5 separate regions of the Mus musculus genome follow, and all the other regions are linked to region 4. A link is a contact called in public HiChIP or PLAC-seq and promoter capture Hi-C data. All regions are on one chromosome and are shown on one strand. Each heading gives the region's core, a stretch centred on a gene start, on an enhancer-like site or on the middle of the called end of the contact. The rest is flanking DNA. Distances are from core to core; before and after follow the strand shown.

Region 1 (4,911 bases), core at 101-2,600, 510 kb after region 4:
ACTCAGGGGCCTTCCCAACACTAATGCTGCACCACCTCAAGGCAGACCACGTGTAAAACACTGGAGGAAGGGCCGGGCAGTGATCCCAGCGCTTGGGAGGTAGAAGTAGGCAGATTTCTGAGTTCCAGGACAGCCAGGACTACACAGAGAAACCCTGTCTCGAAAAACTAAAAAACAAACAAACAAACAAACAAAAAACCACGGGTACAAGTTGTTTGCCCAAAACACCCAACACTAACCATGCCAGCATCTGCTCATCCTCATGATGTATCCTTGACTACTTTGCTTCAAAGACCCAGAACTCTCCACCTACAGCCGTCCATCCTGATGCTTTCACAATCATCTGCTGGGAATGGTGGCCTGTCACCCTCCTACTTTTCTCTCTAGAGCTCAATCTGTCACCTACTCGAGGCTGCTCCAGTCTACTCAACTGACACTTTAGCACCCACAAAAATGACTGAGCATTGGCACGACTGTACTGTTTCTTTACAGACAGACAGTACCAACCCTCAGGGGAAAAGCTGTGCCACAGGCAATTTTCTGAACACTTTAGGAAACTCAGTAAAATGGCTAAGTGCAACAAGCACTCTGCAGTGCTCCGTGGGCAGAGGGCATCCCTGCCCTTCACTCCCGAAGTTCCCACAGCTATTTCCTGCTACCCTTTGGCCAAGTTGACACACCTTGTGGAAGAAACCGGAGCACTCTTCTATTCCACTGCCTACAACCCAAACACATCAATCTTCCAATTTACCTTCCTTCCAGCCTCCTCCAACTCATTGATGTGGTTTTCGTTTTATTTATTTATTTTATAAAAGAAGCCACGCGGCACCCGTGTAAAATCTCTGGCTGCCTCATTCTCTTTCTATATTCGGTGCGAATCGAAGCAAAGGAAAATCTGCACACAAATGACGAGGCGGCTCAGGACGATGACTCACTAGCCAGGGCACTAGCTGGGTTTGCAGAGTTCCTCCCCAGAAAAACTAGCCAGCAGTCCCTGTCTGCCGAGAAAGGCCAGAGAGACTCCAGGAGGACCCTTGTACGTCCCCGGCACCCAGCGGACACCGCAGCTTCTGACCAGGGTCAAGAGCGGGTCTAGCCCGGCCTCACCCTCCCCGCCCGGAAGGTCCGACCACCGGTCCTTGCCCCAGGCCACACTCACATTTGGCTGACCAGCTTCTGCCGAAAGGCGGCGCTACGCCAGTCGGTCTCCTGCCCCGAAACGTCCATGCCCGGAGCCCCTACTCTTGTAGCCCGAGTCCCTACCGGCCACCCCCGGCGCCGCCGCCTCTACCACAGCGACAGGCCCGAACCCGGAAGCCGAGCGATCCCGCTACTGGGCCACGCCGGAAGTACAGGAAGAATTGTGGGAAATGAAGTCTTGCTTTTGTATACGCATGCGCGCCACAGAAAGAGAGAGGAAGAGAGGAAGGGGAGAGGGGGAGAGGGGAAGAGGGAGAAGGGGAGAGGGGGAGAGGGGGAGAGGGGGAGAGGGAGACACAGAGGGAGAGACAGAGATACAGAGGCGGAAACACAGACAGAGGCAGAAACAGAGAGAAAGACAGAAAAAAGAGACAGAAAGACAGACACAGAGACAGATACAGAGACAGAGAGAGACACACATGCGGACACATAGACACACACACACCACACACAGACACACATACAGAGTCTATGTATATTTTGTTGCCAGTGTTGGGATAATTGCTAATGTATAACATATTTTTGGTATTTTAAATAAATTTGGTATTTAAATATTGAGATTTTAATTTCTAACATATGTTAAGTGTACATAAGTATATGTACATTCTACAGTCATCAAAATAAAGCTAGTATTTCACCAACAAGCAATGTTAGGTTTAGGATCTCTGCTCATTGAATCATTAAGCTCCATATTTAAAAGGAAAGCAAAAGCATTATTTCTGTTAATGTTTTCTCTGTGGTTCATATTCCTTGCTTCTTAGTGGTGCATCCCTTAATACAGGACATTTTGGTCTAAGTGGATAATTGTTGCTGGGCTTATGTGTCTCGAGTTCACCTTTCAATGTTTATATGATTTAAGTTTAGAGTAGAGATTACAAGGTAACTAACCAATTTTGTAAGTCTTCATTTTTTCCAACAATATGTAAGGCCTCATTTTAGAACTTTGTTTGTCCCAGCACTTGGGAGGCAGAGGCAGGCAGATCTCTGTTGAATTCAAGGCAGCCTGGTTTACATACTGAGTTCCAGGACAACCAGGGCCTATGTAGAGACACATTGTCTCAAACAAACAAAAACAAACAACACCCAAAATGAACCCCAAAATAAATAAATAAATAGACAAATAAAGAAATAAATAAAATACATGTGTTTATTATTATAGAAGAAAGCACCCTTTAAAAAAAAAAACTTTTGGCCTTTGGAAAAGTCTTAAACACAAATGAATTAAAAACTGAGTGTCAGGGCTGGAGAGATGGCTCAGAGGTTAAGAGCACTGACTGTTCTTCCAGAGGTCCTGTGTTCAATTCCCAGCAACCACATGGTGGCTCACATCCAATGTACTGTTTTGGTGTGCCAGAATATCTGAAGACAGCTACAGTATATACATGAAATAAATAAATAAATAAATCTAAAAAAAAAAAAAAACCCCTGAGTGTGGGGGCTGGAGAGATGGCTCAGCCATTAAGAGCATTGATCTATTGCTCTCTTCTGGTGTGTCTGAAGACAGTTACAATATACTCATATACATAAAATAAGTAAGTCTTTAAAAAACTGAGTATGGGGGTTGGGGATTTAGCTCAGTGGTAAAGTGCTTGCCTAGCAAGCCCAAGGCCCTGGGTTCGGTCCTCAGCTCCGGAAAAAAGAAAAAAAAAAAAAAAAAAAAAAAAAAAAAAAAAAAAAACTGAGTATGACAAAACTTAAAAAGAAAATTCAAAACCACCAAGCATGGTGGTGCGTGGTGATGCATGGTGGTGCAGGTATGGTGCTGAAGACATGGTGGTGCATGGTAGTGCATGGTAGTGGAGGCATGGTGGTGCATGGTGGTGCAAGCATGGTGGTTCAGGCATGGTGGTGTATGGTGATGAAGACATGGTAGTGCATGGTGGTGCAGGCATGGTAGTACATAGTGGTGCATGGTGATGAAGGCGTGGTGATGCATGATGGTGCATGGTGGTGCTTGGTGGTGCAGGCACGGTGATGGTGATACAGGCATGGTGATGCAGGCATGGTGGTACACCACTTTAATCCCAGTCCTTGAGAGGCAAAATTTGGCAGTACAGCTGGAGAAAGCTAATTCAGGTTCTTTATCTAAATCTTTTTTTTTTTTTTTTTAAGAATAGGAAAGCCAGGCATGGTGGTACATGCCTTTCTTCCTTCCTTTCTTTTTCTTCCTTCCTTTTTTTCTTCCTTCCTTTCTTCCTGCCTTCCTTTCTTTCTTTCCTTTAAAGATTATTTATTTATTTATTTATTTATTTATTATGTATATGAGTACACTGTATCTGTACAGATGGATGTGAGCCTTCATGTGGTTGCTGGGAATTGAATTTAGAACCTCTGTTTGCTCCGGTGGGCCCTGCTCACTCCGGCCCAAAGATTTATTTATTATTATAAATAAGTACACTATAGCTGTCTTCAGACATACCAGAAGAGGGCATCTCAGATCTCACTATGGATGGTTGTGAGCCACCATGCAGTTGCTGAGATTTGAACTCAGGACTTTTGGAAGAAAAGTAGGTGTTCTTAACTGCTGTGCCATCTCTCCAGCCCCCTTTATCCAAATCTTAGATTCCCCAAGCCATGTAGTCAGAGACCTTCACACAGCGTGGAAGCTTCACACAGAGAGTGGAAGATGTCTTGCACCCATAAAGATTTCAATAGTGCATTATAAACAGAAAAGGCAGCTGCCGGTCCATGACAAAATCAACCCAACCACGTCAACATGGGTAAGCTCATGACCAGAAAGAGAAGGCGGTAACAGCTCAACGATAGTCAAGCCTTCTTCCTCGTGGTGACCTGGCACAGCGTGGTGAGTATGTGTAAGACTATCTCCAAGGCATATGAGAAGAATGAAGACGACTTCTTGTTCGTGGTGCATGCCTCCCAGGCGACATTCAGACCCACATTAGCCGTATAAGACAAGAAAAACGCCTAATGTTTGTTAAGCTCCTACCAAAGGGATGGGGAAAGGACCATTCCCAGTAGAGTCCAGGCTGTTTGCCACTTGTAGCTACACAGGCACCCACCTAGGGTATTAGGAATTCCTTGTCAGGCAGAACTAAGCTCCAGGCAAACACATTTAGCTTGGTAACTCACCTAAACTGGGCTACATTGTTTTCAAACTTTAGAAGGTTAAAAATAAAATACTTTACACTCTAAGTTGCCAATAAAACAAAAAACAAACAAAGAATAAGTTCACAAACCAACCTTGGTGGTGCACACCTTTAATCTCAGCACTTGGGAGGCAGAGAAAATCTGGTCTCTGTGAGTTTGAGACCAGCCTGGTCTACAAAGTGAGTTCCAGGGCAGCCAGGACTGTGACACAGAGAAGTCCCATCTCAAAAAACAAAACAAACAAAATAATAATTAATAATAATAATAAAACGTTCAAAAGGTACAGTGGTTTCAATGGCAACACTTTGCCTACTCTGGTCATCTAGTCACACATAGTGCAGCTTCTTTTGTTCCAATCATAATGGCCAAAATGTACTCATTTCACACAGTACCCAATAAAATACATACACATATGTATGTGGTTGCAGATGAATATAAGTTCAGCTACAACAGAGTTCAGGATGTTTCAGGCATGGGCTAAAGAAATGTGAGAGGGAGTTTACTGATCAGATACCAGACTCTGAGCAGCCTCTTCAAAGAATGGAAGAAGCCAGGTCTAAGGAGTGTCAGGGTTGAGGAGCGAAGATTTCTGGGCTACACATA
Region 2 (4,902 bases), core at 353-2,852, 550 kb after region 4:
TGTCAAGGCAGCTGGTCTGGTCTGAGTCTACTGTGCAGCTTTTCTCCTCTGAGAGTCTTTTGTGCAGCTCAGTTTCACCTGTCTCAGCTTTTATTATTTCTCTGACAGGGAGGGACCAAGTGTATTTGGTCAGTTTCAAGGACTTCCTGAAACTATTTTGAATTTTTTAACCTTCCTGCTTAAGGAGTTTTTCTGAAGAATAGAATGCTCCAATCTTGGGGAAAACTGTTATACAAGGAGAAAACGAATCTTCCTTTCAAATCCAGAGACCAAAGTGGGCTTAGGTCTTTAGAATGGGAAGAGCTTCATACTATATAAACTAGGTTTGGGGCATAGACTTTGAGATTTCTTCCTATTCTGCTATTCTGTATCTCTAGAACTTTCTAGTGGGTGACCTGTTTCAGTTGTGTTTTCCGATAGTCAGAAGTGACAAGGGAGTGTTGTCTTCTACTTTTTGTTGGATCTCATATATTTGCTGATGGTATCTCTTGCTAGAATACTTTTATCATGGTCTAAAAGTCTCCAGCAACACAGGTGGAGTCATTTGGTCCAGGGAGCCCTGACAGGTAGAAGTTCACGTGCATTGGGTGCCTCCTTTTCTAGAGGCTGGGTCTTTTCATCTGGATCTATAGCTAGGCCTCCGGGCAGCAATTAGGGTTCCCCTAAAACAGCCTTTCTTTTATTCATTTTCTTCTTCCTTTTTTTCTCCCCCTTTTCATGAGGAGGCTTCCTTGGCGACATCTTTTCTCTTACATTCTCCACCATATTGAAACTACAATTTCCCCCCATCTATCTGTAAGAAGGCCCTACAGCTCCACTCTTGGATTCTGCTATAGGTATGCGCCCCTCAGAGTGTGGTCCTCCTCGAGGTGAAGCAGAGAAAAGTGGGTGTCCCCAGGACAGCTAGGGGCAGGTGAGTTTTGGGACTGGGAACCAGATTTACTCTGGAGTCTCAGAAAAGAGGAAAATCAACACTTGTCCGTACATAAAGCCTTTGCTTGTTTTCACTCTCCACAGCAAGCACCGGACGAGGAGCCTTCCAAAGTCTAAAGTACAATGACAGAAGAAACCAGGGAGCGACAAGGAGGAAATAAGAGGCAGAAGGAAGACCTCAGACAATAAATAGGGCTGTGAGGGAAAGGAAAACAGAAAGAGATAGAGAGGGTGGGAGCGACCTAGAGAGGAAGCAAGGAAGAAGCAAGAAGGAGGGGACAAGTGAGACGATGAGTGAAGTAATAGACGCACGATGAAGAGGGAAGGAAGTAATGCAGGAGAAACGAAGAAATGACTGGGGGAGGAAACGGGAAAGTGAGGGAAGGAAGGAGTCGATGAGGGAGATGGTGAGTGAAAGGGTGTGAAGAGACAAGCCAGTGAAGAAGCTATGAGTGAGAGAATGAGTGAGGGTTAGAATGAGGCCAGGAGAAAGGGAAAGAAGGAGGGCCTAGGTTTGCACCTTCAATAGGCACCTCGAGGGTGGAGCTTCCGGACAGCGGATCCTTCGGAAGAGCAGCCGGGGTCTGACCCTTCAGCCTCTTCCCGCCCCGCCCAACAGCGACCCCCCCTAGAGTCCCCTTGCGCCTGCGCGGCATCCCACGTGACGGAGAGGCTCCGCCCCCACCTCCAGCCTCCCGCCTCCCGCCTGCTGCGAGAGCGGCCTCAGCTTGCGGCAGCACCAGGTCAGCTGCGAGGCATGTACCGTGCGGGCCCGGCAGGCCTTCTTCGCCGAGCTTGTGCTGCACGCGGGGATGGGAGAGGGAGCGGGGATGGCGGAGGGCGCGGAGATCTGGGCCAAGTACCGCGGGCGCCTGGGGCGGGCACGGGCGACTGCCTGACGTGGCGGGGGCTTGGCCGGGCGACCCCCGGGCGTCCGGCGCGGGCCTGGCGCTGTGGCGCGGGCCCGCCGAGGCCTGCGCGTGGCTGAAGCGGACCGTGGCCCTCGCAGCCCGGTTGGTCAGGTTCTGTCGCCAGCCGTGGGTCCGAGTGTGGCCTCTGGCCTGTCCCCGTCCCTCGAAGCTATTCGAGCAGGGATTGCAACAGGCAGCGGGCGGGCCTGGCTGCCTCTCCCGGCGTGACCTCAAGCTCATCAGCCGCGGCTGCGGTTGTTGAGAGAAGCCGGAGAGCAAGCGCTGTCAGTGCAAAATCCCCGGATTGTACTAGTTTAGATCCTGTACAGGCCGAACGAACGGACCTGTCCGGGCGCAACGGGGCCACCTTCTGCCCGCGGCTGCTTCCTAGGGTAAGGCCTGATCTCCGAGATGCTCCTCGTCCGTGCTCTGGGAAAGAAGCCATAGAGCACGTCAACACCTCTTGGATGCTCCCTCCCACCCCCGTGGTAATAAGGACCCGCTCCCTCTTCTGCTCTTCCCAAGCTGCTGTTTTTCCTTTTGTTGCACACCTTACGTTGTGGTTCAGATGCGTTGAGGACAGATACGGAATGGGAGCCCCCACAGAAGGTTGAGGATGCCTTTCCAGTAAATGATTCCTTGAAGATTCCTCTAAAATTTGTTTCAGTGCACAGCTGTTTGTAGTAGCAAACAATGGTAGGGAACCTAGTTTATATGTGTGAGAGGGGCATGAAGTTATAAGCAGAAGCTAAAGGAATGTGTAGAGGAATATCTTAGATCTGCAGTCACCGTAGTCTCCTTAATGTTTTGTCGTTTAAAAAAAAAGAGTGAAGCCAGGTGTGGTGGTCCCTGCCTTTAATCCCAGCACTCTGGAGGTAGAGTTCTGTGAGTTTGAGGCCAGGCTGATCACCAAAGAGTTCCGTGACAGCGAAGGCTGTTAGAAACAAGTGGTCTGTATGTGCACCTGGGTGAAGGTGCTCTAGAGACCAGCAGAGGGCGCCTCCACCCGATGTCAGCGCTGGGAGCTCCAGTTCCGGGCAGGAATAGTTTTGCATTAAGTGCACTGAGCACTCTAACCCCACCTCTTCCTTATAGGCAACTTTGTGATCTTTTTGTATCAGCACTCCGGAGTGGTGGAGTTACAGATCTGTTACCATCCTGTCTGGCTATACCAGAGATTCTGGATGTTGTTGCATTCTTGATTGTACTGAATTTCTTTTCTTGAGCTTTTCTTGTGCTCTGCCTGTCCAAAGGAGTAGCCATCTGTTTTACTGTACTTGTTTTTGTGGTGGCCGTTTAGAGAGCAGATGATATCCATCCCCTTCCAAGAGGGCAGACAGGCTGCTCAGCTGACAACTGTGAGGACCACCTCCACATGTGCATGGTGGGGGAGGGTCAGTGTCTGTTAGGACAATTAATCACCCACAGATGGGGAAGCCTTCCAGGACTCTGAGGTTTGGAGATAGCAGCCAGAGTTTGGTTAGCAGATATTGCCATAGAAACTAACCCTGAGTTGCTTGTGAGACAAACTGTCAAGGGTAGAGAAGACAGGTTCACTATCAGAGCATGTTTTTTTGAGATTGTATGAAGGTGCTAGGTAGATGTGATCAACTAGAGTCACGGCCAGAATAGGACTATGAGAAAAGAACACAGTTCTGTTCAGAGGACTTCAGGTGTCCCTATGGGTCTAAGAACTGGCAGTGGGGCAGGCAGGAGAAGGAAGTGAGGTTTTGAGCTAAGTCACAGGGAGCCCCAAGTATGAAGCAGTGAGATAGCACTTGGTAAGTAACTATAGTATGATCACAGGAGTATTTTTGGTCCCCTGTTCAGAGGAAACTGGGGATGTTGATGTTGAAGCAAGACGAGAGTTAGGGAAATCCTTTGGAACAACAGTCCTATGCTGGGACTCCAAACAGTGGCCACTGGAAAAAATAAGGGGATGACTGCAAGATATAGGAGGAGAATCAAGAACAAAGGATCTTATAAAACATAGCCTTAAGAAGAAAAAGAGATCGCTGAGACTAGGAGGTTTCAGGTAGAAATGTAGTGTGTAACTGACACAAACAGACTAGTTAGAAGGGATTCTGGCTGGAGACGCCATTGAGAATACGTGCCCCGGGGACAGGGTGCACTGAAGGAAGGGAAGAAAGAGGTCAGGAGAGGAGCAATTATTCTAAGGTAGAGTTCCAGGCTGGAGGGATCCTAACCCAGAAATAGTTGGCAAGACATAATATAACCATCTCCAGGGCCTTGTGAGAAGGCATCTGGTTCAGGTAGAAGGAAGGTGTGGGTAAGCCAATAGAGGCCCTACATCCAGGAGACAGATGGAAGAGAAGGGAGCACATGTGATGGGAGGCAGGAGAGGCTTGAGAGCACATAGGTCCCGAAGAGGAGATGGGGTTGGGGAGAAATGTGCTCCTTCAGTAATAAGGCCTTTAGGCTAGTTTTCCCTCAACATCTAATTTTCATTTTAAGATATACATATTTGGGGGCTGGTGAGATGGTTCAGTAGTTTAAGAGTGCTTACTGCTCTTGCAGAGGACTTGGGTTTTGTTCCCAGCACCTTGGTTGATGGCTCACAATTGTACTCCAGAGGATCTGACACTCTCTTTTGGCCACTGAGGGCTCCTACATAAGTAAAATTAATCTTTAAACTTTTCTTATTGTTACTTTATGTGTGCATGTGTGTACCACAGGTTATGAGCGGAGGTCAGAAGGCAATTTTGTGGAGTTCAGTCTTTCCTTCCATCTGTGTGGGTTTCAGGCATTGGATTCAGGTTGCTAGACTTATAGGGCAAATGTCTTTACCCACTGAGTCTGTTTTTGTTGTTGTTGTTTTGTTTTGTTTTTTGGCTTTTCGAGACAGGGTTTCTCTGTGTATCCCTGGCTGTCCTGGAACTCACTCTGTAGACCAGGCTGGTCTTGAACTCAGAAATCCACTTGCCTCTGCCTCCCAAGTGCTGGGATTAAAGGCATGAGCCACCACTGCCCGGTGAGTCTGGTTATCATTTTTTACTTTTAAAGAGATGACAGGGAACTCTAAAGTGTAAGTAGAGTA
Region 3 (5,107 bases), core at 1,558-4,057, 860 kb after region 4:
GACACATATGTGACATGAATAGGATGAATGTCCCCTCTTTAAGTCACTGCAGGGTTTGGTATATGCCACAGTGACATAGTGCATCTGAGGTTTATGATCTTTGATGTTACATGACATCCTCAGTAACACTGTAACATGAATCAAGGTCTGGTCCATCTGTGAGCTCTTATAATTATTAGATAAGTATTATATATTAGATGTGTTATGTAGTGACACAAACTGACAAAAAAATGTGCCTCAGTTGTCATATATCATATGTAACATGGTGCAAGCCAATTTGAGCCTTCTCTGAGCTGTTGGGTAGTACCATGTATTACACAGTGACATGTGACTGATGCCTCTCTCTTCTCAGCTGATATATATATATATATATATATATATATATATATATATATATATATATATATTTAGAGAGAGAGAGAGATCTCAGGCCTGTATTCCATCTTATATTGTACATGACATTTTATATAGGTTGAAGGCCCAGACCTGATATGCTTACAGCCTCCTTGGTCTAACAGCTGAGAAGAAACACATTCCTTATTCTCATAAGGACAGATTGCAGCCCTGGCATCACAATATCACAGGTGACATCACCTTATCCCTATGGCAGACTGTGGCTCACTGTCTGCATGCCATCTCTGGACTGCCATACTAAGCAACAGGGAAAAAGCTATTAACTCTGGCCTCCACTCCTGATCATCTTAATGTGCCACATATGCACAACGGCCTGATGTGACACAGCACAGTGCTCTCTAGTCTCCTCTGGGTCACTGTGGAGAATCATTACGTAATATGGCAGTCTCCATCCATCCTCCCAGCTGTCATACGATGTCTTACATGATTTAGTGACATGATATGTCAGAGGCATGTATCTTCCATTAGCTGTCATGTGATATCACAGATGGCATGGTACCATGGTTGCTCTAGCCTTCATCCTTCTCAGCTGTCATAGGCTGTAATATGTGGCCTACGGGACATTGTGGGGTACACACTAATACTATGTGTTTCAGGCATGTGTCCCTGTTTAGGATCTGTTTGTATCCTAATTGGTGTGCTAAAAAGATGTTCAAGGATTGCTCACACTCCAATATCCAGAGTTGAGTATGTGAACAATTAATGACTTTCTTTTGGAGCCAGGGTCTACTGCATCTCAGGCCAGCCTGGAACTCACTATGTAGCCAAAGATGCCCCTGCGCATCCGACCATGCCTACAATTCCTGAGTACTGGAATCACAGACATGCGCCACCATGCCTGGTTTCTGTGATACTGCACATAGAACCCCACTGCATCTTGAATGCTAGGCAACGCTCTACCAACTAAGCTACATCCCCAGCTGCAGATCGTGACTTTTAAATGTCTGATTTAAATGATTCACCATAATTTGGTATACTGTCAACATTAAATTACAGTTACTTTGGAGTATATTTATTCATGCAAATTATTTCTCCATGCACAGGTGTTTCAGAGGCTTTTCTATTGCTGCGAGGACACCATGAACAAGGCAACTTACAGAAGGGTTTGTTGGGGGTCTTACAGCTTCAGAAGGTGACTCCAGGACCACCATGGTAGAGAGCATGGCACCAGCCAGGTAGGCAGGTATGGCCCTGGGGAAGTAGCTGATAGCTTATATCTTAATTCAAAAGCATGAGGTGGTGCTGGTAGTGATGAGACAAGAGAAAGAGACAGACAGACAGACAGACAGACAGACAGACACACTCACACAGAGAGACAGAGAGTCAGAAAGAGACAGACAGAGACACAGAGAGAGAGAGAGACAAAGAGAGACACAGAGACAGAGGTAGAGAGACATACAGAGACAGACATACAGAGACAGACAGACAGACAGAGAATGTATGGATGGTGTATGTTTTAAAATCTCAAAACCAGCCCTCAGTGACACTCTTTCTCCAATAAAGCCACACCTCCTAATCCTTCCTTAGTAATTCCACCAACTGGGGACCAAGTTTCCAAATATCTGAGGCTATGGGGTCATTTGCATTCAAACTTCACAAGGTTTCTTCACTGTAATTTATGTTACCCAGATCTGAATTCACTACTTCAGAGCTTATCGTGGCAAAAGGGAAAACAAAAAGAAAGTAACCAGGATGATTCAACAGAGTTATATTTTTAAAATAGTAATAAAAGGGAAAAAGATGGCACATCAGGGAATGTAATTTTTATTTAAAAAAACGCTGTAGGAAGGTGTCATTTCTCTTATTCATGCTGCAAACTAAATTATGAATGTGGACACTGTCAGGGGCTGGGGCTGGCTCAGTAGGTAAAGGACTGTTGAGCCAGCATGAATTCAACTTCACAAGACTCTTTTCTCATCTACTCTCCACTTCCAGGCAGTCGCTGAGGTTTCCTTGTGGGGGTGGGGTATCCTTTAACGCTAATAAAATTGTCCTAAAGTCTTTTATTAATGAGAATAAGAACCCTAAAGAGAAGCTGGCTCTCCTCCGTACTGTTTTCCTGAGGTCCCCCAGGGTGGATCACAACCCGCTGGGAGTGTCCAGCTTCCAGTGGCCTCAGTCTGCGCACACTAGGCGCAGGCCAGACTGGCTTCTTTAAAACACCCAGCAGGCCAGAGTTGCTTCTTTAAAACACCAGAATGCAGAGCCCTGGGCGCGCACCTCCAAGGTCAGCACCACTTGGGAGCTCAGCGAGCCCCTATTTCTTCTCCCTAGGACAAAGCGCTTACAAGCAGTCTCCCTGGTGGGTGGAGCGCGTCTTATTGTGCCTGACGCACCACGGTGAACGGCCGGAGACCGACCGGAGGGGCGGGGCGCATGCGTCGTTCGCGCTGGAGAATGACGTGAGGGGGCGGGGCGCGCCGGGGCACCCTAGGAGACCGAGTAGAGGGGCGGCGGGGGACCGCGCGGTAAACCGCGCGATGGACCGCTATGCGGCCGCCGGGGATGAGGCGGCGGATCGGGCCCGGCAGCAGGAGCGGCACTACCAGCTGCTGTCAGCACTACAGAGCCTGGTCAAGGAGCTGCCCAGGTGCGCGGCGACGGGCGGCGGGAGGACCGGGGCCGGGGCCGGGGCCGGAGCCGGGGCCAGGGCCGCGGCCGCGCTCACCCGGCGATCTACCCGCAGCTCCTTTCAGCAGCGCCTGTCCTACACCACGCTCAGCGACTTGGCCCTGGCGCTGCTCGACGGAACGGTGTTTGAAATCGTGCAGGGTCTTCTGGAGATTCAGCACCTCACTGAGAAGAGCCTCTACAACCAGAGACTGCGGCTGCAGAACGAACACCGAGGTGCAGGGGGCGACGGGACCTTCCCTAGGGCGTCCCTAGCCGCGGGAGCCTCGGGTCAGGGGGTGCAGAGCCATGCTGATCCTTTTAGTCTGCTGTCCAGAAACTTCTTACTCGCGTTCCCTAGAGTACCCACATCCTCCTAGGCTTGATGGACCTCGCTGCTTGTAGGTCTGTTGATAGCTGTGTGCTACCACAGAGATAATCCATTATTCCAGCACCTTCCCATTGAGTATCAGGCTTGATCACCTCCTCCTATAAATTATACTAGGCATCTTCCGTTGTACCATCAGATCTCCTTTCCATTTTATTTGTTCAAGCTTGACTCGGTTCAAACATTTTAGGAAAGAATAGTGTGACGATGTCCCCATGCTACGTTATAGATCTTTGGGCTTTGTTATTGCTTTGGATTTTGAAACTGAGGACTGAACCCAGGGCTTCTCACCTGCTAAGCAGGTTTTCTATATTGGGCTACATTTACATGCAAACATACTCTGCCTTTCTGGCAATGCCTGTGTGCTGCCAGACAGGATTTTCCCATTAGAGATAGGTGTTGGATTTTGTTGAAATCTTTTGCAGTTCCTGTGGAGATGATCAGATGGTTTTGCTGTTACTCTCGTGAGACATTGATTTCTAAATCCCAGAAAGGAATTGTATTCTAGGAATGCATCTTGTAATATTTGTGTGGGGATGAAGGTAATGCCTCAGAATGTGTTGAGAAGTCTCTTGTTCTCCGAGAGCTTTAGTTCTTCACCAAATGTTTGAGTGGCTGTGCTTTTTCTTTTTTTTTTTTTTTTTTTTAATAATTTTTTTTTTTAGATTTATTTATTTATTATATGTAAGTACACTGTAGCTGTCTTCAGACACACCAGAAGAGGGCGTCAGATCTTGTTACGGATGGTTGTGAGCCACCATGTGGTTGCTGGGACTTGAACTCCGGACCTTTGGAAGAGCAGTCGGGTGCTCTTACCCACTGAGCCATCTCACCAGCCCGGCTGTGCTTTTCTTTATTCTTTTTAATGTTTTGATGGAGGTATGTGGTATATCTAGTTCACAAGCCTAAAGTACACGACTAAGTTCATTCTTTTCCATTTTGGTTTTCCGAGACTGTTCCTCTGTGTTGTCTAGAGCTGGCTGTCCTGTCTCAGCCTCTCCAGTGGTGAAATTCCAAGTCTGGGCCAGGCCCTACCTTGCTCATCCTTTCCAGTAAGCAGGAGGAGGCTTTGTTCCTTCTGTTGCTTCCACCATTCTTCCAGCACTTGCTTCCATCACCAGGAAGGAAAGACACCACTGACTTCTTCTTCCCCTGATTTCACTGTGGAGCTGCTCATCATCCTATAGAGCCCTTTTGGGTGGGATGTTCTTGGTACCTGCTTCAAGCCTTTGCTAGTTGTCTTTCAGAAGGCTTGAACTAGGCTGATACACCTGGCAGTGAGTGCCTCTGCTGCCTTCAGCCAGATACAGAAGGTGGTGGCTGGCATGGGCCACCTTGCTGTCCTTGGACATTACCATGGCCAGGTCCCTAGTGAGCAGGGAGCCAGTGTGGACTCTGGGAACTGACCTGGGATGTTCTGCAGTATTGGATAAGTGGACTGAAGGAGATGATGTCTCACACATGTACCTGCTGCCCCAAGCCTTCTGACTACTTCATATTCACTGCAACCAGACAAGCAGGCCATCTCTTCTTTGCCCTTGTGTTGATGAACTTATGATAGACTAAGTCAGTTTCAAACAGCAATGATAAATGGTATCACTGGGGTACATAAAATGCCAAGACCTAGGGGAGGCTGTAAGCACTGCCGAGGCTGTCAGATTTAAGGGAACCCCAGGGACCCTTCTGAATAGAGCT
Region 4 (5,656 bases), core at 2,310-4,809:
CTACCCTCATCTGCTTCAGTTCTGGTTTTTGGTTTTGTTTTTGGTTTTTGGTTTTTTCGAGACAGGGTTTCTCTGTATAGCTCTGGCTGTCCTGGAACTCACTTTGTAGACAAGCTGGGATTAAAGGCGTGCGCCACCACGCCCGGCTCTGCTTCAGTTCTGAAAATGAATTGTGAACCATAATTCTCATGTTCTTGTTTCCCAAAGGTTTGTTTTTTTGTTGTTGTTGTTTTGTTTTTAATTTATTTTTTATTAGGTATTTTCCTCGTTTACATTTTCAATGCTATCCCAAAAGTCCCCCATACCCACCCCCCCTTTTTGTTTTGTTTTTTTTTTAATTTTTCGAGACAGGGTTTCTCTGTCCTGGAACTCACTCTGTAGACCAGGCTGGCCTCAAACTCAGAAATCCACCTGCCTCTGCCTCCCAAGTGCTGGGATTAAAGGCGTGCACCACCACTGCCGGGTGGTATTTTCTTTTAAAAAAAATTTATGAACCCCTGTCTCGAACCCCCCCGCCCCCCCCCCCGCCAAAAAAATATTTAATTATATGAGTGCTCTGCTGCATATACATCCTCTGGCCAGAAGAGGGCATTAGATCCCCTTGTAGACGATTGTGAGCCACCTTGTGGTTGCTGGGAATTGAAATCAGGACCTCTAGAAGAGCAGCCAGTGCTCTTAACCACTGAGTGATCTCTCCAGCCCCCAAAGGTATTTTCTATAGGGTTAGGGGAATCTTGTTAGATAAATAACTATAGCAGTAATTTGCCAGGAGCTGAGTGCACACAGTGGTTAGAAGGCCCAGGTGTTGTCAGGCATGGTGATGAACACCTTTAGTTATACCATTCAGGAGCCAAAGACAGGCATATCTCTGTGAGTTTGAAGCCAGCCTGGTCTACAGATCCAGTTCCAGAACAGCCAGGGTTGTTACACAGAGAAAACCTGTCTTGAAGAAGAAGGAGGAGGAAGAGGAGGAGGAGGAGGAGGAGGAGGAGGAAGAAGAAGAGGAAGTAAGTCACCCTGGGTACTCAGAAGGCACCACAAAGGATCTTTCTGACAGAATGTATGGCTATGGAAGGTTAGTTATCACTGTGGGTTGTTTTTTTTTTTTTTTTTCTGGTTTTATCCAAGATCTGTCTTTTTTTTTTTTTTTCCTCAAGAATAGTCTGTTAAACCACACAATGGATCTGTGAACTTGTGAACTTGAGTATTACACATAAAAAATATGGAACGCTTCACGAATTTGCGTGTCATCCTTGCGCAGGGGCCATGCTAATCTTCTCTGTATCCTTCCAATTTTAGTATATGTGCTGCCGAAGCGAGCACCACTGTGGTTTTTTGTAAGCCAGTTAATGCCAGAGCCTGGAAGAACAGGGAGGAACCGGATAGGAGGAAAGTTCCTGATCTACACTAAAGTAGCCAGACAATAGCTATATATGTGATTTTTTTTTTTCTGAGACAGATTTTCTCTGTGTAGCCCTAGCTGTGCTGGAACTCCAGGCTGGCCTCAAACTCACAGAAATCCACCTGCCTCTGCCTCCCAAGTGCTGGGATTAAAGGCATGGGCCACCACCCAGCATTAGGTGTTATTATCATTGTTGGTCTTGTTTTTCCTTGAGGGAAAGAGGAGAGTCTATTGTCCCTCGTTTGAGGTCTGGACCTTACCAACAAGCTGGCTGAAGCTTCATTCCTTGCCCACCTTCAGGCCTCTTCCCAATACCCCCATGCCCGGTGTACACCCTAAAGCTTGCTGACAGGTGTTTGCTGAGTGTTGGAACTGGGTAGGCCTGGAGACCAAGTACAGTACCCTCTATGTTCTTTCTATCTGCCTGGTCCAACCTGCATGGGAAAGACATTCCATTTTTACCTGCTTTGAGTTTGCTCTGGGCAGAGACACAAAGGTTTACTAGTCATACCCATTCCTCAAAGGTAAAGCAGCTGTATGTAGAGTCATCAAGGCAACCCTGTGGGCTAGAGCATCTTGGGAACTCTAAGCCCAGCCTGGAGAGTCCAGAAAGGCTCCTTGGAGTAGAAAACTACCAAATCAATACCAAAAGACAGGAAAAAGTGAGCAGTAGGTAAGAGGACAAGAGTAGGTTTGAGTCAGGTGTAGGGTGCACACCTGTGATCCCAGCTGTCTGGTAGCCTGATGCAGGAAGACCACTAGTGCAAGGTCAGCCTGGACAAATTAGCAACATCCTAACTCAAATATGAATTTAAAAAGGAGATGGGTATAGTGCCATGCACATACCTCTAATCCCACTTGGGAGGCAGAGGCAAGTTGATCTTTGTGAGTTTGAGCCCAGCCTGGTCTACATAGCAACTTCCAAGTCAGCCAGGACATAGAAAGACCAGACCCTGTCTCCAAAACAAAGACAAACACAAAACAAAAAATTCCACCATCGCCACTACTACCACCACCACCAGAAACTTCAAACAGACATTCATGCATGGTGCTGCATACCTTTATTCCAGGCAAGGTCTCTGTGACTTCTAGGATAGCCCAGTAGACATCAGTTCTAAGCCATCCAGAGCTACAGAGTGAGACTATATATATATATATATTTTTTTTTTAATGTTTTGGGGAGCTGGAAAGATGGCTCAAGGGTTATGGGTGCTTGCTGATCTTGCAGAAAACATGGCTTTGGTTCCTCCTCCTGAATGGTGGGATTAAAAGGATATACCACCACTGCTCATCTTAACATCTTACTTTTTTTTTTAAAGATTTATTTATTTATTACATGTAAGTACACTGTAGCTGTCTTCAGACACTCCAGAAGAGGGCATCAGATCTTGTTACAGATGGTTGTAAGCCACCATATGGTTGCTGGGATTTGAACTCAGGACCTTCGGAAGAGCATTTGGTACTCTTAACCACTGAGCCATCTCTCCAGCCCCAACATCTTACATTTTTAAAGGGGCTGAAGACTGAAGATATAATGAATAGTAAAGTGCTTGCCTATTACTTACTAAATGAGACCTTGGGCTCAGTCTCTACTACTACTAGTACTACTACTACTTCACAGAGAGAGAGACAGAGACAGACAGAAACAGAGACAGGATATGAATCTCAGTGGTATAAAATTTGCCCAGCATGTTTGAGGTGGGTGCAATCAATCCTCAGTCACTGCCACCTGCTGATTCAAAAAGGCTCAGATGCAAGACATGTTGGTCAACTCCTGCAATCCAAGCACTGGGGAAGCAGAGACAGCCTGCTCTATAGAGTGAATTCCAGAACAGCCAGCTCTACACACACACACACACACACACACACACACACACACACACACGTCTCAAACAAACAAACAAACAAACAACACAAAGTTTCAGTTGATATAAGAAAAGGCACCGGGCAGTGATGGCCTTTAATCCCAGCATTTGGGAGGCAGAGTCAGGCGGATATCTGAGTTTGAGGCCAGCCTGGTCTACAGAGTGAGTTCCAGGACAGCTAGGGCTACACAGAGGAACGCTGTCTCAAAAAAAACAAAAACAAAAACAAAAACAAAAAAAAAACACAAAAAAACAAAAAACAAAAAAACAAAACCAAAAAGAAAAAAGAAAAGAAAAAGAACAAAGAAAAGGCTTAGCATGTTGGGTCCTGCGTAGGAACAGAGGAGTTATAGCCACTTAGGGCTCAGAGCTCAACCACAAATTTAAGCAGATCTTGTAAGAAGTTTACCTAATTTCAAAACTCGACCAGAAACCCTAGTAGAGCCAGGTGAGATCTGACCAGAATCCATTTTTACTCAGGCCCAGGATCAGCGATCATCTAGGAACCCTACTGGGGATCTAATTCTGGAAAGGATTGCACACTGCCAGGGCGAAAGTGGAACAGGTCACAAAAGCCCTAAAGCAGATATGTGTGGGCTCCGAAATATGCCCGGGGTATCCGGGGAAGTTCAGAGGCTAGTTTGAAAGGGGTCTCAGGAGTTTAGGAAGAAGCGAAAGGCACTCAATCTGTGGGGAGGCGACAGGTTATAAGGGAGATCGCCCCCAAGGCGGAAGAGGCGCGCGGAGGGCACCTAGGGGCGCCGGAAGGGGCGCGTGGGGCGGTTGGCAGCGGCCGGGGGCGGAGGCCGTTGGCTAACTGGCCTACCAATACCAAACTATCTCTCTGGCTTCTTGCCGGGCTGCGGCCACAATGACAAAGGACTCACCCACCCCCTTGGGTGGTGGCCGCGCGTCGCCCAAGAAGCCAAGCAGCCCCGGCCCAGCGGCCGCAGTGCTGGAGGAGCAGAGACGAGAGCTAGAAAAACTACGGGCAGAGCTGGAGGGCGAGCGCGCGCGCGGCCGGTCGGAACGGAGGCGTTTCGCTACCCAGACGCGCCAGCTGCGGGAGTCGGCTGAGCAGGAGCGGCAGCAGCTGGCTGACCATCTGCGCTCCAAGTGGGAGGCACGACGCCTCCGGGAGCTGCGGCAGCTGCAGGAGGAGGTGCAGCGCGAGCGTGAGGCCGAGATCCGGCAGCTGCTGCGCTGGAAGGAGGCAGAGATGCGGCAGCTGCAGCAGTTGCTACACCAGGAGCGCGATGTTGTATTGCGCCAGGCAAGGGAGCTTCAGCGTCAGCTGGCCCAGGAGCTAGTGAACCGTGGTTACTGCAGCCGCTCAGGGGCATCCGAAGCCTCCGCGGCACAATGCCGCTGTCGCCTGCAGGAAGTGCTGGCGCTGCTGCGCTGGGAGACCGACGGCGAACAAGCCGCGCGCATCCGCCACCTGCAGGCGGCGCTAGACGTGGAGCGCCAGCTATTCCTTAAATACATCCTAGAGCACTTCCGCTGGCAGCCGGCTTTACCGGGACCCGCGGACCCCCAAGCCACGCATTCCTTGGAAGAGCCGCCCCTAGAAGCCCAGAGTAACACTGGTGGCACCCCAAAGCCTGCTCGTCGACTCGGATCCCTCGAAAGCCTGAACACTGGCGTCCGGGTTCATTCTCCAAACGACCTGCTGCCCACGCGCGCCGGCTCCCTCGAATCTTTGGCAACAGCACATTCCTGCTCACTGGACAACACACTGAATTGCTCCCAGGCTTCTGAATCCGAGGTAAGGGCCCCTGCGACCAGCGCGTCTATTCCAGACACCTCCAGTCCCCAGCCGCCGCCTCAGCTACCATCAATACATAGGAAACCTAATGACCTGCAGAAAGAAAGCTCCGAGAACAAGCCCTGCGAAGCCTCGACCTCCTCGCCTCCGGGTCTGGACTACCAGGAACTGGTGAGGCAGAACTCGGAGCTGGCCGAGGCATTGCAGGTGCTGGTTCGCCGCTGTTGTGACCTGCGCGAAGAAAACTTGCATCTGCGGCGTAAAGGCTTCTCCGAGGAGGCAGGAGAGAAAGTGAAATGGCTCAAGGTGAAGCACGCAGAGCTGACCGATCTCGCTCAGCGCCTTGAAGACAGGGCCCGCAAGCTTCAGGAGACCAATCTGAGGGCCATGAGTGCTCCAGTGCCAGGTGAGAGCCTCGAAGGTCTGGACCTGAGCCAAGTGTTTACCTGCCAGCGTGCTCAGGACCTGTCAGAACAGGCTGGCGCGCTGCAAGCCAAGGATCTACAGATCGAAGCATTGAGGCGGGAGTGCCACCTGCTGCAGGCGCGCATCGCCGCGGACCTTGGCAGCTCCTCGCATCCTGAAGAGGGCGCCACGTGCGCGCAATGGTGCAACATCAGT
Region 5 (5,590 bases), core at 860-3,359, 920 kb after region 4:
AACGACAGGGTGGGTTTGCAGACCACAGCAAAACTGCCTAAGACAATAGATGCCCAGCTCACACTACAGATCTCAGCCCTGCCGTACCTTGTGAGCTGGTAGGGGTGTAGTGTATCCAAGTGTAGTTTCCCTCAGCCTTGAAGCAGGCAGATCCAGACTTTGACCTTGCTGCCACTAAGAAGGAGATTACCTAGGATAGAGCCTTCTGACCTTGATGGCTCTATTTGCTCTTCCTAGCCACGTTCTGAAGACACAAACTGTAGATTGCCTACGGGCTGGCTCCAGGCACCAAGAATGGGCTGGGGGTGGGAATGGGCCTTCCCCCTTATAAGCACACTCTCTTAATAAACTCGAAGGCCTTGATCAGAACATTTGTCTTGGCTTCATTATCTTTTCTCGCAGTCTAAGTCTCTTTCAGCCCCAGCCTGCCTTCCAGAAATACCCAGTTCATGTAAGCCGCGGGAAAACACCAGGGTATCCAGGAGCTCTCTTTCCAGAGTATCCAGTATCTTTGAGCTGGAGAGAATTGTGGCACCAGGAACCTCCATGGTAGCAATGGCTCTCCTTTCCTTCCCACACCTAAACTATGCCCCAGCAATGGGAGAAGGGGTCATAGTCATTACCTCTCTAACGGGCAGCCTGGCCATCGTTAAAAATAGTCGATGGGGGAAGTGCCCTCTCTAAGCCACTGAGCAAAGATGGTAGCCCAGGACTCTAGCCTGGTCTTCAGATTTTCAGCCATGTCCCACGACATGAGGTGGTTGGAGCCACACCAGCCACTGGTGTGGGCACTGCTGGATTCGAGGACACTGGGAGAAAGGTGTTGGTCTAGGCTATAGGCCATGGCCTTCTGCTGGCTCTTTGAAGTTGGCTTTGGGTTATTCATCTGTCACTGGGTGGCCAGCCTCCCATGTGGTGGGGAGTGGAAATGAGAACTTACTGAGTCACATAGGGGTCAATCTGGTGGCACTTGGTGACCAGTATCCAATGAAGAAGTGGCCGTGAGTGCCTGCCCTGCCTTAACCTCATCTCACACATTTCAGTGACCTGAAAAATCCAAGTCAAATGAACAAGGACAACTGGGACAAAGCACACAGAGGTGTGGTTGGGGACACAGCCAGGGCAGGACCGAGCAGTGTAGCTTCCATATATGGCCAGAAAGCCATTCCATTGCAGGCTCTTCAGCGCTCTCCACCCCTGAAGCTTATGCCATACTGGGTGTTCTCTTTCTCTACTGAGACAGGCGGACCATGGGCCCTATCCAGCTCTCTGGCTAGATAATGTGCAGGACAGATACAGACAACGACCTGGCAGCCAGCCGAAGCACCTCTACCACCACCCCACCCCAGAATGCACCTAAGAACTCCAGATAGAGCACCCAAGCAGGAATGGGAGATGGGACATGTTGGGGGGGGGGGTTGCCATTAGGAACATTGGCCTTATATTGATCTGGCTTGGTGGAGGGTGGGTCCAGAGGATTCTTCGGACTTTGTAATCTCCATTGCAAAGGGGAAATGATAGGAGCTTGTGCAGAGGCAGGTGCAGACAAAGCCTGAGTGTCCTTCCTGGGACAGGGAACTACAAAGCTGGAGAGAGCACTACTGCGCTATTACACCTTGCCTCTCAGTTTTCTTACCCAGTCGCCTAGGACAGTTTCGAGCAAAGGGCTTTAAGGGGCAAGCGGAGGCGGGCCATGCAAAGGCCTGCTGCATCTGTCCGATGCCCAGGACTCCCTTCGGGACTCAGCCTGTGCCGCCACGCCCTCGAGCCCGCGCCCACGGCCGGTTCCGGGACGCGGTGCCCGCGGCCGCCTGCAGGGGCCGCCGCCTCTTCAGGAATGCGCCGCCTTTGTCTGGGACCGCGCGTGGCCCGTGCACCGGGTGGCTGAGCGCGTCCTGCCACTTGCACCGCGCTCCGGACACCCTCGCCTCCCCTCCCGTCGCCCGCCCGCTTGCCCTACACCCCGTACCCACCGGTCCGCCCCAGCGCGGCGCGCCCAGGTGAGCGCCCCGCCCGGCGCCAGGCCCCGCCCCGGCCCCGCCCCGCCCGGACCGGCGGGGAGACCGGGCGGATTCCGCGCGTCAAACCACATGATCCCATAAAACATTCATCCTCTCCTGGCCCGCGCTGCGAGCGCCCCGCCAGTCCGCGCCGCCGCCCTCACCCTGTGCGCCCGCAGCCCGCGAGCCCAGCCCGGCCCGGTAGAGCGGAGCGCCGGAGCCTCGTCCCGCGGCCGGGCCGGGACCGGGCCGGAGCAGCGGCGCCTGGATGCGGACCCGGCCGCGCGCAGACGGGCGCCCGCCCCGAAGCCGCTTCCAGTGCCCGACGCGCCCCGCTCGACCCCGAAGATGAAGAGGGCGTCCTCCGGAGGTGAGTGTCAGCGCCGCTCCGGAGACAGGCTGCAGCGGGGCGGGGCGGGGGGGACGCAGGGCATGGCTCACGCTGCCAGAGATGGAGCCGGGTCGCCGGTCGCTCCCGAGGGCCACCGCAGTGCCACGCCGCGCGCTGGCCGCTAGCAACTGGGCCCTGGGAGGGCGGAGCCCGCGGCAGCCGCAAAAGTTGCGGCTTTGCGGGAAAGTTGACAGCGACGGCGGGGCCAGGGATGGAGGGTACGAGGTTCCAGATGTTGGACCAGGGCCGGGTGGAGACTGAGGGCTGGAAGGGCGGGGTCCCACCTGAGAGCGCAAAGGCGGCGAATGGGTTAATGAGCGGGTTTGCAGAAACGTGGGCACCGGACCGAGATGGGGTCTGCCCAGCGAACCCTGCTCAGAAGCTGTTTCTTTGGGGTCAAACGGAGTAGGGATGAATACGGGTGTCAGCAGCAGCAGAGGGCGTGGGGGACAGGGCGATCCCAGAGCTATCTCTGGAGCAGGTAGAGAGGAGAACACACACACACACACACACACACACACACACACACGCAAGGCAATGTCTCCTCCTCGGAGATCGGGAGAGCTCCTGAGAGTGAGCGGCTCCATTGAGGGGCGTTGGTGCTCGAAACACCCCCTCCTTGGCAGCCCTGTGGGATTCCCTCCTCCCATCCGGTTGCAAAGCCCCCACAGTAGGGGCAAGGGAGGATGGGCTTCATGCAGGTTGGACATGCCTTACCTGGAGAATCTGGGGTGAACACATTGCCTTCCCCAGGTGCCCACCCTATCTACCCTGCTGATGTCCATGGTGCCGCAGGCTGCACACACGTTTCTTTGCACGTGTCTACATGGGCTACATACAGCCTTGCACACCTCCAGTGCACATGCATACCAAATCTGCCCTAGTGTGCACATGCACATAAATGCTATAAGCACATCCCTGTACTCGGGTGCATAGCTCTGTCCTCACTCCTGCCTACACACCTATGACCATACATGCATTTATGCAGCCTGCCTGCTGCGATCTTCATGCTTAGCACATGGTGGGGCCCCTTAACAAGACCCACTCCCATGGAGACACACTTGGATTTTGATTAGGGATGCTCCGGGCAGCTGGACCCAGACAGAGGGACAAGTCCTGGAGTCTCCTTCACAGTGCTTGAGTCTGTGTGTGCAAGTACGTGTGTGTAATGTGGTATATATCTGCACATACATGATTGTGTGCATGACCATGGGTGCCTTTAAACATATCTTCATGTTTCCGTTTGTCTCAGAGTGTGGGTGCCCTTGTGTACATAGGTGGGCTATGCCTATACCCAAATCTGGATCAAAAGCCTTCAGAATGTATTTAGGGGTTTTGTTCAGTGTCTCCAGCCCAGGCTGTGAGATGCAGAGTCTACCAGCTGCTCTCCCACCAGCCAGAGTTGGGGCAATGGTGGTCTATGGTGGGCTGGAATCTACCTGGGCAGGGAAAATCTATTTCCCAGCTTGAGGTCACCACTGTGATAAAGGGTCTGACCCTGGACACACTTGGCTGCCTCTGCAGTTCCACCAACTAGGGCATCCAACCCAGCATGGTCCCCCGAGAGGCCCTGCCTTTAGCACATTAGCTATTCCCCGGGGGTGACCTTCTGGTTAGCAGCTCTGTGCTGCTCACCTAGCTCAGGTGTTGTATGGGGTCACACCTGGCCACTCCCTTCACTAAGCCCCAGGCCTGTCTTCCCATCTCTGACGCTGCATTGTCTCTTGTCCTACTGCAGTCAGGGGAGGAAGATGCACGTCTAAGGCAAGACCTCAGCAGCCAGGTGTGGTCTGCACCAGATCCCACCTGGCAAAGGGGAGCCCACAGAGCCTGAGGCTGTGTTTTCTTAGAGTCTCCCCGTCTCAGCTTTCCTCATCTGTGGTTAGGCCAGCAGTCTGGGTTGTTGGCGGCATTTCTAAGCTGATGCCCACTGGGGTCAGTCCAATTTTCCCAAGGAGGTGGCTCTGTTTGTTTTAATTTTTCATACAATATGTTCTGATCATATTCTTTCCCCTCCTCAACTCCTCCCGGATCCTCCTCCCTAACAACCAACTCCATGTTCTCTCTCAAACAAAATAAGACAAAAGCCAAGAAAAATAGCAAAACCAAAAAAAAAAAAAAAAAAAAAACAAAACAAAAAAAAACCCAAAAAATCAAAACAGACAAACTAAAAGAAAAAAAAAATGAACGGAACAAAAAGATCCATTTTGTGTTGGTCAGGTACTCCTGGGCATGGGGCATTTCCTGGATTGAGACAGGGTCTCACTGAGGCCCTGGCACAGATGTCCTTGATCTCAGAGACCTGCCTGAGGTCTGGGATTAGCCATGCCTGGCTCCCAAGTGGTTTTGATTGTTTTGTTTTCGGGCAGGTGTAACCACATAGCCTAGGCTGGCCTTAAACTTGGAATCCTGCTCAGCCTCCCCAGCGTTGGAATTACCCGTCTAAGCCACGGAACTTTGCTTCCAAGGTTTGGCCCCCAGCATTTCTGCTTTAAAATCCCTCACATGTGCTTTCTCAACTCCTCTTCTGTAGGGGTTTTCCTGGGACTCCTGCCAATAGAGGCCCCTCCTTCCTCCTCCCTGCTCCCCCCTTCCTCCTTCCTCTTGGAGGATATATTGGGGAACTTAAAGAGGTGGTGAACCTGGAGAGGGACGAGAGCTGAGTCTGTGGCTCTGCCCTGGACCAACAGGGCCCTGTTAGCCCCTCTGCTCCTGTTTCCTTAAGGCAAGACTGACCTGTGGTTACAGAGTAAGAGTCACTAGTGGGAGACATCTTTTATTAGGGCAGCAATCAAGAGAAAGAGAACCCCTCAAAGGGGGAAGTGCTCAATAGCCTGTTACCTTGGAGGGCTAAGGGCTGACTCCTTGGCTGTGAAGAAGCCCAGGTTTGTTGCTGCTGTTTGTTGCAAGTGGTAAGTTGTCTGTGAAGGGCAGGGTCTTTAGTATCATGCCTCCCTCTTGCTTGCCAACCAGGCCTGGCTTTAGCACCCTTTACTTGCCAAGCTACTGGCACCATGCCTTCCTTTGGAGAGAAAGGGTCCATCTGGAAGTGGAGGCAGAGAGAGCCCTTCTGCAATCCTGGGCCTGGGGCCCAGAAAGTCTCCCAGAAATCTCAAGCTGTGCATTCAAGAAAGGGGTCTCTCAGTCTCTCTCTCTCTCTCTCTCTCTCTCTCACTCACTCCCTCCCTCCCTCCCACTT

Evidence for each region. Promoter capture Hi-C pulls out the DNA fragments that hold promoters and counts their contacts. HiChIP or PLAC-seq counts read pairs in DNA pulled down with a chosen protein or histone mark.
Region 1: a contact with region 4 is called in a promoter capture Hi-C map of pre-B cells, with 2.3 times the contacts expected there. The contact joins the promoter of Med15 here to the promoter of Rimbp3 in region 4. A contact is called at or near these places in 4 of 39 promoter capture datasets (the 3T3-L1 cell line, liver, pre-B cells and 1 more), 1 of 484 Hi-C or Micro-C datasets (CD4 T cells), 1 of 115 datasets of contacts at active chromatin or transcription factors (memory CD8 T cells) and 1 of 9 other capture datasets (adipose tissue).
Region 2: a contact with region 4 is called in an HNF4G HiChIP or PLAC-seq map of pancreatic cancer cells. The contact joins the promoter of Klhl22 here to the promoter of Rimbp3 in region 4. A contact is called at or near these places in 1 of 115 datasets of contacts at active chromatin or transcription factors (pancreatic cancer cells) and 1 of 9 other capture datasets (adipose tissue).
Region 3: an H3K27ac HiChIP or PLAC-seq map of microglia shows a contact between it and region 4, with 6 times the contacts expected there. The contact joins the promoter of Dgcr6 here to the promoter of Rimbp3 in region 4. A contact is called at or near these places in 1 of 39 promoter capture datasets (liver) and 2 of 115 datasets of contacts at active chromatin or transcription factors (microglia and pancreatic cancer cells).
Region 5: a contact with region 4 is called in a promoter capture Hi-C map of liver, with 4 times the contacts expected there. The contact joins the promoter of Rtn4r here to the promoter of Rimbp3 in region 4. A contact is called at or near these places in 2 of 39 promoter capture datasets (cranial neural crest and liver).

Annotation. Positions count from the first base shown.
Region 1 is chr16:17,721,597-17,726,507 of GRCm38.p6, forward strand. Med15 (mediator complex subunit 15) reads right to left here and starts at 1,351. Exons shown (of 18, transcript NM_033609.3): 1 at 1,160-1,351. The coding sequence starts at 1,227. It also overlaps the pseudogene Gm6048.
Region 2 is chr16:17,758,019-17,762,920 of GRCm38.p6, forward strand. It overlaps Klhl22 (kelch-like 22), which reads left to right and starts at 1,603. Exons shown (of 7, transcript NM_001359068.1): 1 at 1,603-1,676.
Region 3 is chr16:18,063,596-18,068,702 of GRCm38.p6, forward strand. Dgcr6 (DiGeorge syndrome critical region gene 6) reads left to right here and starts at 2,808. Exons shown (of 5, transcript NM_001289814.1): 1 at 2,808-3,004; 2 at 3,101-3,261. The coding sequence starts at 2,895.
Region 4 is chr16:17,204,576-17,210,231 of GRCm38.p6, forward strand. It overlaps Rimbp3 (RIMS binding protein 3), which reads left to right and starts at 3,560. Exons shown (of 1, transcript NM_001033338.3): 1 at 3,560-5,656. The coding sequence starts at 4,139. It overlaps Gm22129 (a small nuclear RNA gene), which reads right to left and starts at 1,323; the gene lies at 1,217-1,323.
Region 5 is chr16:18,125,533-18,131,122 of GRCm38.p6, forward strand. Rtn4r (reticulon 4 receptor) reads left to right here and starts at 2,110. Exons shown (of 2, transcript NM_022982.3): 1 at 2,110-2,370. The coding sequence starts at 2,349. It overlaps Gm52241, which reads right to left and starts at 4,538. Exons shown (of 2, transcript XM_030249377.1): 1 at 3,109-4,538; 2 at 2,082-2,675. The coding sequence starts at 3,132. The coding sequence ends at 2,082.